Linked DNA regions of Mus musculus: all the other regions are linked to region 1. A link is a contact called in public ChIA-PET and promoter capture Hi-C data. All regions are on one chromosome and are shown on one strand. The core of a region is the stretch at or near the end of the contact, and the rest is flanking DNA. Distances in the headings are between cores, read along the strand shown. Region 1 holds the start of A630001G21Rik (RIKEN cDNA A630001G21 gene). Region 2 holds the start of Psmd1 (proteasome (prosome, macropain) 26S subunit, non-ATPase, 1). Region 3 holds the start of Spata3 (spermatogenesis associated 3).

Evidence for each region. ChIA-PET counts read pairs in DNA pulled down with a chosen protein or histone mark. Capture Hi-C pulls out chosen DNA fragments and counts their contacts.
Region 2: a contact with region 1 is called in a promoter capture Hi-C map of adipose tissue. The contact joins the promoter of Psmd1 here to the promoter of A630001G21Rik in region 1. A contact is called at or near these places in 1 of 39 promoter capture datasets (pre-B cells), 4 of 484 Hi-C or Micro-C datasets (CD4 T cells, double positive thymocytes, hematopoietic stem and progenitor cells and 1 more), 3 of 115 datasets of contacts at active chromatin or transcription factors (effector CD8 T cells, embryonic stem cells and memory CD8 T cells) and 1 of 9 other capture datasets (adipose tissue).
Region 3: a contact with region 1 is called in an RNA polymerase II ChIA-PET map of memory CD8 T cells, with 16 read pairs. The contact joins the promoter of Spata3 here to the promoter of A630001G21Rik in region 1. A contact is called at or near these places in 6 of 39 promoter capture datasets (embryonic stem cells, hippocampal neurons, liver and 1 more), 25 of 484 Hi-C or Micro-C datasets (B cells, the Ba/F3 cell line, CD4 T cells and 10 more), 4 of 115 datasets of contacts at active chromatin or transcription factors (embryonic stem cells, memory CD8 T cells and thymic regulatory T cells) and 4 of 9 other capture datasets (adipose tissue, embryonic stem cells, liver and 1 more).

What each region holds. Positions count from the first base shown.
Region 1 is chr1:85,734,543-85,738,169 of GRCm38.p6, reverse strand. A630001G21Rik (RIKEN cDNA A630001G21 gene) reads left to right here and starts at 1,564. Exons shown (of 6, transcript NM_177055.3): 1 at 1,564-1,698.
Region 2 is chr1:86,062,800-86,066,426 of GRCm38.p6, reverse strand. Psmd1 (proteasome (prosome, macropain) 26S subunit, non-ATPase, 1) reads right to left here and starts at 1,808. Exons shown (of 25, transcript NM_027357.2): 1 at 1,622-1,808. The coding sequence starts at 1,637.
Region 3 is chr1:86,020,359-86,023,985 of GRCm38.p6, reverse strand. It overlaps Spata3 (spermatogenesis associated 3), which reads right to left and starts at 2,041. Exons shown (of 4, transcript NM_001122732.2): 1 at 1,637-2,041. The coding sequence starts at 1,937.

The DNA.
Region 1 (3,627 bases), core at 315-2,814:
CCATTTGGACTGCTTCAAAGCTTTCAGTATCCAGGCTGGCCAGATAAAATCCCACAGGCAGAGTTGCAGGTATTAGCAAAACACAGCATTTCTTTGCAGGGGTGCCACCCACATATTCGGACACCATAGCTTGAACACTATCACATCTGCTGGAGCTGGCTAAAGTCCCTGGCAACACCAGAGGTTTCATTTAGTGATAAGAAAGGACTCGGTTTAGTAATCACCTGGGCCACAGAGGAGCTGGCTAACTGCTTTTCCTTCTTGCTTGGTGTCTTCTCTTTGGTATCATTGTTTCTTTTTAGTCTCTGCAAGACTGGAGGGGATCAAGAGGAAGGGTTGGGCTTAGAAAAGGCTTTTTTTTTTTTTTTTTAATACTTCTGGTAAGGCTGCCCCTACCGCCCCCAGCACAGCTGTGGCCAGTTTGTTCCATGCCAGCCAACTAAGCAGCTAAGACATATCATTGCTGTAATGTGCCTGCCAGTTATTGATGCAGAAAAAACGACTCCCCTCAGAGCAGGGCCATGCTGACCACATACTCTGTTATGTTCTGTACGTTAAGAGGTTTGCTAATCTTAAGATATTCCACAACTATAAGCTTCAGGTAGGACTCATCAAATTAAAGGTCAATACGAACTGTTATGTCTAAAATGGTTTGAGTCAGGGCTGACTACTGGGCAGCACTTCTAGGTCCTGCCTGTGAACTCATTGTGGGTTTTGCAGTTTTATTTGTTATAAGTCTCTCCTGAGAAATGTCCAGTGTGTATCTTTGAGCTGTCGTCCTGGCGGATGAGTCTTGTGTTCAATAAGCCATCCCTGTTTAACTGAGATAGGTGTTTCTGTGGTTTGTGGGGCGACTCCTGGACCCCAACAACTTGCTCCATTGTAATTTTATATTAGTACTCTCTAGAGTACTCTTGCATGGTGATCACTTACTGGGGAATATTTTGGTGATAGCTCCACGAAGTCTGACATTTCTGGGTGTGGTGATTTGAATGAAAATGTCCCTCTCTCACGGTCTTAGGTGGTTGGGTGTGAGGTTTCCAGTCTAAGGTGCTGTTTGGGGGAGGATTAGACATGGTGTACCTTGAGGAAGTACATCTCGGAGTTTTGAGGTTTCGAAGGCACACACCGTTTCCAGTCCCCCACCCCCATTCCTGCAGTAAGAGATTCGAGCTCCGTTGTTCCTGTACCGTGACTGCGGCTGATTGTTTCTATTCTCTGCCATGTTGGACTTTTACCCCTCTGGAACTGTAAAAGCCCAAATAAACTCTCCTTTACGATGCCTTGAGTGTGGTATTTTATCAGAGCAGCAGAAGAGTAACTGCTACAGGTCCCACCTTCAAAATATTTCATTATGTGTAAAGCAAATATCATCAAATCTCCAAAAGCTGGAAAGCTAAATATGATTATGGTCCAAGTGGTTTCAGGCTGAAGGCCTCTCAACCTGTATTTCTAAAGGTGCAGTAACCAAGTGCTACCACCAGAGGTCAGGATAGACTTTGCAGAGACCCGAGAGAGGGAACGTGGTACAGGGAGACACAGAGGAAGTGAATGCAAATTTCACTAAAGTTTTCCCTAAACCCACCCCAGATCGAGGTCCTAGCTTTCGCTCTGCTTTCTGTACTTGCTACTGACCACAATTGACGCCCGCCGTGAGGAAGGCTGAAGGTGTCCCCTGCGGACTCCCCCAGACCCAAGGTAGCTAACTGGGGAGGAGGTGGAAGGGTGTTTGGGATGAAGTGAGGGAGAGGAGGGAGGGAGGCCTTGACTCCCAGAGGACTCCTTAAATGAGTCTATGAAATAGCCCGATACCAGACAGATTAATGCACCACAGAGAGCAAACTTATTAACGAACAAGAGAGGTGCTTAAGCATTCTTTTGGAAGGGGAAGGGGTGTTAGGCAGCCTGTGAAGTGTTTTAGGTGAAAACAAACAGATAGAATGGATGGTGGCTTGAGACAGAGTTTCTCTGAGAGAGCTGACTTCTAGCTTCCTCTCCTGGCATGAGACAATCACTCTTCTATGGAACTCTCAGGGAAGCACTGCTGTAAGGGAATTCTCTCAAAAGACCTGCCTTTAGGCAGAAGAGGGCTTTCAGAGAAAGTCTCCAACACGTGCTGTTTCTCCTTGCTCATCTCAAGGGTTCCAAAGTGGTACACTTGGGCTGCTATGTCCTGTACTCCTTCCTGTAAGAGGGTCAGGACCGGAGCCATTTACGGACCAGCCTCAGGGGAGCACCCAGCCTGAGGTCATATCCTTCAGGGAGGGAAGGGGTGGAGTCTGCCCCCAGGGGGCCACTGCTGATTTCCCCTTAGTGCCCTGCGCTGCTCCTCCTGGGGTAGGGTTGTGGTTGGCGGGGGTGGGGGTAAGGCTAGGAGGTGGGGGTGGGGGGCAAGCAGAGGAGGTGCCACTTGCTAGCCCCTGAAGCTGTCTATATGTGTTTGCTCATTTTTATCGCACCGGCAGTGTGGTTTGGGATGGACCAACTACCGTTCAGGAAAGGACATTAGCAAGTTCCTGCTTCTAGAGGAAGAGCTAAGGGCTAGGATGAAGGCTTAGCACTTCTTTGTCCAAGTTTAATTCCTGGTTTCGTTTTTCTGTTAAAAATCGTTAAATTTCAAAAGTGTACTCAGACCCTGACTTTCCAGTTCAGCCCTGCCCACATCCAGTCGTGGCCTAATCGAGGGAGGAGGGCAGGGACCCCGGAAATCTTTCTTTGCCAATACCCAGCATTGTTTTGGAGAGACTGATTCTTGGTAGAAGCTATAATCCAGCAGAATAGAAAGCTGGGGTGATCTGCCAAGCCTTTGCTCCGACTGGGTCCCATTTTGCCTTTGTCCAGCTATGTCAACACTATCCAAAACAATTACTGATTCAACAACCACTATAGAATTTCCAACAGCCCTTCCCACCATATTCTAATAGTTTGGGCTTTTCCGGCCCACAAAAATGGAGATGCTGAACCTCAGAGTCGTACGGTACTGTAGGGGCCCCTGAAGAGCCAGAACGGTCTTAGGGAAGAATACAGATAGATGGATGAGTTACCCTTTCCATCTCTGAAACACTTCAAACCTGCAGTTCCCAAGGCAGTGGGGTGCTCTGGCGTGGGGACTAACAAATGGACTGAAGAGAGATACATGAGCAGGCATAGATAGTGGGTTTTCAGCAGGGATGTTAAGACTAAACTGAAATGTTTAATGCTTTTGAATTTCATACATAGGTACTGTGTTTTCATCATTTCCATTCTCCTGTCCCCTTCACTGTCCCCTTCACTGTCCCCTTCACTCCCTTGCAAAGCAGTGGCCTCTTCCTCTTTCACTATTACTGCTATACTTACACAATGTATGTATGTATGTATGTATGTATGTATGTATGTATGTATGCATGCATGCACATACATGTGCACAGCCTGCTGAGTTCCTCTAGTGTTGCTCCCATGTCTGTGTGTATAGGGAGAACCACTTGGGGTCAGATGACCTATAAGGGGGCTCATCCCCCAGATGCCACCTCTCAGCAGCTACTAATTACTAATTAATTCTTGATGCAGGGATAGGAAGAGCAATTAGACATCTACTCACTCCAGACAGGAAGCAGGTGTGGGTCCAGGGCCGTTCAGAGATTCACAGTC
Region 2 (3,627 bases), core at 559-3,058, 330 kb before region 1:
CTCTGGAGTTCAGTGTAACAGATTAAGACAAGTTAACATGGTCATTACAGAACTGTGATGCCAGTTAGTGTTTCTAATAGAGGGATAAAGTCGAGATGAACACTGGAGATTTACAACACCTCGTGAGAGAAAAGGCTAGAGTAGGAACAGAATGTACAAGAACTCTTAAGTAGGAGAGAGGCCGAACAAAAAGTATAGCATGTTTACGATGTAATGGGAATGAGAAATGCTACACAAAGTTCCCAAAGCAAATTTGGAACTAGAGGAATGAGCTTAGACAAAGTATTGGGGAAAAAAAAAGAAAAGTCTTGAGGCTCATAGCCTAGGCAAGAGACAAAGGTGGCCTGGACCACATTCCAAATGAGGTGGCTATCTCTGCGTCCACCCTAACAGTATTCTATTAAGCACCCACACAACTATGATCAGTGAAGCCACCACTTTGAAGACCAGTGGTAATGGCGGGGCCTAAGCCTATTCTTACAAGTGGCAAAAAATCTAGTATTTTCCTCCAGAGCTAATTGGAAAAAAGAAAAGAAAATGCTTCTTTTGATGGGAACTAAAATTCATTGCAATCATCTGTCTCTATCAGGACAAAAGTCTAACTTCAAGTCCAAACACTTCTTCACGTGTTTAAAAATAACCAGCACAGAGTGTAGTAGTACACTACACATTTTTAATCCTAGTATTTAGGAAGCAGGGGCAGGAGATCTCTGTGAGTTTGAGGTCAGCTTGGTCTACACAGTGAGTTCGAGGACAGCTAGAGCTACACAGTGAGACCCTCCCCACCGTACAGCATACTGTCTACTGAGAACCCGTTTGTTCAAAATCAAATACTTGTAGAACAAGTACAGAATAGGAATAACAACCAAGCAAGGGTACGCAAGCAGCCAGGGCTGAGAAAGCATCGAGACTGGGAACAGCTATACGCAGTTCAAGTCTGTAGTGGGCTTGAAAAATCTCCATGTAGAAGTTCATCTCCCTCCACACCTTCCCATTTCAAAAGCCATTACAAGTATCTACCATACAAGTGTGCGAAACCTGCTTTGCAGTCCTGAGGATCTAAACACACACAGTAAGGTGGCTCTCCAGTCAATGCTGCCTTCACTGAACGAGGTTCTTAGGTGAATACGGTAGCACCAAAAACCCAGCCACCTCAAACCTAATTTCGGACTTCCAGGAGAAGATATCTCATGCACAAGCCAGAAGCACTTAGTGTAGCAGTTAGGCTGCCAGGCCAGGACCTGCTATAAGATGCTTACGATGACACCGGGGCCCATCCCAAACCGAAACACCTGCGGGGAAGGATTGGGGGGTCACTCGACCAAGAAGCGGACAGAGAATAAAGGTCCAGCGACCGCCTAGGAGCCCGGTCTGGTCCTGGAACGGGGGTGTGGCTGGAGAGGGACGGCCGGGTGGCTACCTGGTCCTATTCCTACGAACCCCAGGGGCCTGCAGTGACCTGGCCAGTTTCCCAGCCCTCGATCCCCGAGGTGGGCCTCGGGCAGAGGGGCCTCGCAGGCCGGCGCTCGACCCGGAGGTGCCCAGTCACCCGCCCTGACTCAGCTAAACGCCGGCGCGGCGGCGGCTCCTCACTGGGGCGCCTGCTCCCGGCAGCACTCACCGGCTGAAGTGATCATGGCTGCGCCCTGCACTCGCCGATCCACTCGTCCACAGTCCTGGCCAAGCCCTGGATCTGTCAGCTCAGGGCCCGCTTGCTCTACCGCACCTCCAGGGTCCCGGGTGCGCTGCTCAGTCAGTCCCCTCCACAGGCCGCCGGCTCGCTTCTAGCCGAGGACCCCGCCCGCCCTAGGGCTGCCCGCATCTCCGCCTGAGGCTTGGCTCAAATTCACCGCCACGCTGTGTCTTTTATGCAGCTTCCGCCTCTCGAGATCATGCAACAAGGTAAAAAAACATGTCGTTGTTTTTTATAACTCTCCGTGAAGTCAGAGATCTGGCCGGCTGCGAACGGACATTCATTTCTAGTTGCAATCAGGCTTCAAAATAGACACCCTTGCAAAGAGAGGCCCACTCATCACCCGCCATTGCTAAGAGAATGAGTGTTAGGGGAGGTATAAGCATTGCTCGCAGCGCCACCTAAGGCTATGGAGGTCTCACTGCAATAATGCCCACCAACCCAAGACTACAGGGAAGTATTTTCTTAGAAAAGCGACTGAGGCAGAAGGATCTTGAATTCGAGGCCAGCCTGGGCTATAAAAGATCTGCTATCAAAGTAGGGGAAGGTGGTGGTGGGATAATGCTGGAAAGGCGACTTGGTCGCTTAAGTGGTTGCCATAAAAGCATGAAGACCTGAAGTTGAGTTAGGATTCCCAGTGGCCGGTGTAAACCCAGTGCTGGGGGAGGTGAAGGCAGGTGGATATCTGGGGCTTGCTGGCCGGCCTGTGTAGCCGGTTGGTGAGCTCCTGGTCTAGTAAGAGACTCTTGTTTCCAAAAAATAAAGTGGCTGGGTGTTGTGGTTCACACCTTAATCACAGCACTCAAGAAGCAGAGGAAAAGGCAGGAAGATCTCTGTGGATTTAAGGCCAGCCTGGCCTACAAGTGGGTTCCAGGACAGCCAGAGCTACAAAGTAAGACCTTGAGGAGTGTGGGGGTAGGGAAGGAAGAGTGGGAGAGCAATTGAGGAAGACACCCAATGTCAACCTCCGGCCTACTTGCGTATATGTGTATATATGTGTATATACATATACATGTGTATATGTTTGACACAAACTTGCCTCCATGCCTGTGTCTTTCGTACAGCCTCATCCAGCGAAGGCCCCCCTCCCCCCAAATATGAACATACACAAAAATAGACTGTCCAGGTGTCAAACATGGTGGTACACCCCTTGGGAGGCAATGGTAGGCAGATCTCTGTGAGTTCCAGGCCAGCCTCATCTCCATAGTGAATTCTAGTGAAGGAGGAGTCAATTGTGAGACCCTGTCTTAAAAAGGCTGGGTTGGTGGCAGTTCGGAGAGTTGCCTTTAGTGGTTAAGCTTCCAGAGAACCCAAGTACAATTCTGAGCACCCACATCGAGTAGCTCACAACTACTTGTAACTCCAGCTCCAGGGGGTTTGATGCTCTCTTTTGGCCTCCACAGGTACCTATACTCATGGGCACATAGACACACACAAATAAGTAATAAATACCTCTTTAAAAATAGAAAGCCTGTCTCTAAAATACAAAAACTTCACAGTACTTTATTATGATAATGAATGAACTAGTCTATCATAAATAAACAATGAGAATGGGGTGGGGGATCCTATACAATAGCCCAGGTGGTCTGCAAGCTTTCTTTGTAGCTGGGAGGTCCTGGAACTTCTGATCAAGGTCTGATTGGGGAATGCGGGGGATTACAGGTGTGCACCACAATATCTGTTTTTTGCAGCGCTGACAACTGAACCAGGGTCTCATGCATGCTAGATAAGCAACACTTTAACTGAACTACATCCAGAACCCCCATAAGACTTAAAACTTGACACCTGGAACTGCTAATACTGTACATTTTACGTTTCAAAAGGCAGAAGTCTGGCCGGGTGTGGTCGATCATTCAGAAGGCAGAGGCCAGGGAGCTCTGTGAATTCAAGGTCAGTCTGGTCTATAGTGAATTCCAGGACAGCCAGTGCTATGT
Region 3 (3,627 bases), core at 792-3,291, 290 kb before region 1:
AGGCCATGGACAGTCCCTCCTTTGCCTCTTCAATACCCTATCGTTTTAAAGGTTTAAAGATGTGGTGCTGGAAGGTTTTGCTTTCTACTGACACCAGCTCTGAGGCTATCACCCAGAAATGTCTACATGGTTGAAGCTCATGTTGCACACAGACACCAGTCACAGAGTCACCGTTGTCCTGGCAATTCCTTGGCTTGAGAGCTCTGGTTCTCTCATGGTTTGTGTTCGTTCTCTGCTCAGACTGTTTTAGGATTGCTGTGGCCCAGAGTGTGAGTTGCTCAAGGACATAGAGTACTTTGGTCATGGTTCAAGGAAAGGTCAGAGAAAGATCCCCTCTTCCTCCTCCTCCTTCTCTCTGGAGGACCTGCTGGCCTCTTGGTATTGGAAGGTCAGTTGTGGTCAAGGGTAGGGAATCTGGAATCAGAATAGACTCAAGTTTCCCTTTCAACCATACCAAGGGCTGCTCCAGAGGACAAAGGAATATTTCCTCCCTACAGTATCGTCAGATAAGATGGACGGAAATGGATGAATGAAGTACTAGGCATGGAAGGAACAGTCAATGGTCACTTGTCTATCTTCATTATCCTCAGTGGTCTGGAGCATCCCAGCTTTCCAACTCCACTTGAGTCCCCTTGATACTGTCCAAAGTTTTGTCTCTCATTGGCTATCCAAGAAGATGGAGACTTCTTTTTGACAGCTGGCCAGCCATTTAATATTAGGCAGAGCTAAACTAAATTAAAATGATGGCTACAAAATACTGTTTTTACATTTTTGGTTTGCTTTATACATTGCGCAGACCCTTTTCTAGTATCTTCTGTGGGAAGGGATGACAAGCAGAAATATAGGATGCCTATTTGGAACAGATACTAAGGATTATAACATTATTTGTGGCTTATCTGAAGTTAGGAGTTAGTCAGGAGTCCTATATTTTGATCTAGCCATCCTCTCTGTAGTCCAAGGTCAGATCTCTTAGGGTAACATGGAAAGACAAAACAAAACTCCTATCTTCCATCTGACAAACAGAAACCCCCAATTCTCTCAAAGGCTGTACCATAGTCATCTACCTCCATCACCCTGTACTATCTTCTTTGGAGTGGTCTGGCCTCTCGAATAACCAATAAAAGGTAGCCAGAAGGCATATCACTGCTTCCTTTCTTTTAGTCTATATTTGCTTTTAATTTCTGAATGGATACTAACTGACTCCTAATGAGAGGGTCTCCCCCCATGGAGCCGTAAATGTTAGTATGTATCCATGGCTGTTTGCAGCGAGACCTGAGATGCTACAGAAGGACATAGCCTAGGGATTCTACTCTCTCATAAAAATCATCCTCTTGGCCGGGCGTGGTGGCACATGCCTTTAATCCCAGGACTTGGAAGACAGAGGCAGGCGGATTTCTGAGTTCGAGGCCAGCCTGGTCTACAAAGTGATTTCCAGGGCAGCTAGGGCTACACAGAGAAACCCTGTCTTGAAAAACCTAAGGGGGAAAAAAATCATCCCCTCCACAGCTTATAAACTTAGCCCCGGGCAGCATGCTGACTATACACCACCACCACCAGACTGGAGCCCACCTCTGGTAGCTCTGGGACTCTATCAGCAAGAAGGCTAGAACTGCCTTAAAGCAGGAAGTCCGCCCACCTGCTTTCCTGCTTGGAAGAATTGGTTTAGGTTCCATGGGTACCAGGAACGGAGATGAGGCAGGTTTCTCTGGAGGCGGGAGAGGCTGTGGTGTATGCTGTTGCGGTTTAGGCTCAGGGTTAACTTGGTGTGGTGTGGTGGACTCCTGGCAAGGCTGTGGCTTAGATGGTGGCGAGGCGGGCTCTGGACATGACGGCGGGGTTTCTGAGCTGGGCTGCTGTGAGGAATCGGAGCTAGTCTGCGGTGAAATGGAATTCCTGCGGCGCCTGGAATCAGACTTTTTCTTTTTGACCTTCTTCATGGTGATCCTTCTAGAGTAACACCGTGGAGCTACATGGAGCTGTGAATTTCCTGGCTCCCTCCCTAGGTAGGCAGTCTCCCCTGTGGGTATGTCTCTGATCTTTGACCACAGCAAGGTCCCACAGACAAGAGTCACCCATACCTCCTGTGAGGTCACAAAAGCCAGGCTGGCCCCTGTGGCTAGGGCTCTGGCACCGGTTTCCTCTCCCAGGGCTTCCTGCTTGAACCGGCAGGAGGCAGCAGCTGCCTTGTTCCTCCATGGTCTAATTAAGACAGTCTTTGGGCCTAAGAGAACTGGATCCATGATTATGTGACCAGAGCCTCAGGCACCTTTCGGCTGCACGTTCCAGGGTCCGTGAGAGCTACTTTTTATTCGAAGACATCCTGAATAGGAAGGATTCTCAGCTCCGTTGCTGGTTTCTACGTGTCTATCCCCAAACACAAACATTATGGTTAACATTTAGGGAACTTTCCTGAAGATTTGACTTCCTTTTTTAGCATTTTACCTCCCACAACCCACTGCCTTCTGTCATCTCTGAATATATGTGAACACGAGTGCTTGCTTGTATGAGTGTGTGTGTATGTCTAAACTTTTATAAGAATCCTCGAATTTGGCCAATTCTACCTTAAGCCAGTTCTCAGAAAACGAAAAATTTCTCAAATTCATTTCATTGGTATTACCTCCCAAAACACTGGTTAGGTCAAACAAACTATGAATCTCTTAACAATTTAACTTCCATTTTAGGGTGGAAGAGTGAAAAGTGTTTTGAAAAGATAGCCTGTCACACATCACAATAGAAAAGTGCGTTCCCAGAAAGAACTTCCTCCATGAAGTAGGTAAGCTGCGTGGGTAAAGTACACCTGCCCTACTCAGACACCAGAAGCTGGGGAAGGGGTGAGGATGCAGTAAGGAGGGTGGAGGGAGAGCGAGTGAGCCAGAAAGGTCCTAGACAAGCTACACACAAAGGCTAGACCAGATGTCAACAGTGAAGTGAGAGAATCTATTTTCAGGCTTCTAGAGCCAGCAAAGACTTTGCTGACTATTATTATTATTATTACATTATTGTCATCACTATTATTATTATCCCAAAAAGGATATTGATGTTCAGAGAAATTCAGTTATATAAGTACCTCCCAAACTAAATCCCCATTTCTAGTTGATTGGTGACACACTCAAGATTAAGTTCTAAAGGGTTATTTTTCTTTATGACCCCAGTAGGCAATGGGGAGTCAGATTATACAGACTTTGAAATTAAAGAATTGGAAAAAAATTAAGTTTCTTGCATGAGAAGATTAGAGAAAGATATGGGTTGGGAGTGCAGCTTAGATCAGTATGGCTCAGGCTGTGTCTGGTTGGTTTGGAGCAAGGCGGTTCAGTGGGTAGGTGAATCTACAAGAAGCTGGCAGTTTCTGAGGTCAAAGATCTATGGGCCATTTGAAGGGATGACATTCAGAATCAGGCTGGAACCTTTTCAGTGACTGCTAGACTTTGACTGATGAGCATAACCTGATTGAAATCAGTTTCTCAGTCTCAGTCCTGATTGACACTATGGGCTAGATAATATCTTTTGGAGGAGGCTGTTCTGTGTGTTATAGGAAGCTCTGCAGCCTCTCTGGCTTTGACTGGCCAGCACCCCATCAGTGTAAGGAAAAGAACATCTCCAGATGTGGCTAAATATGCCCAGAGCTTG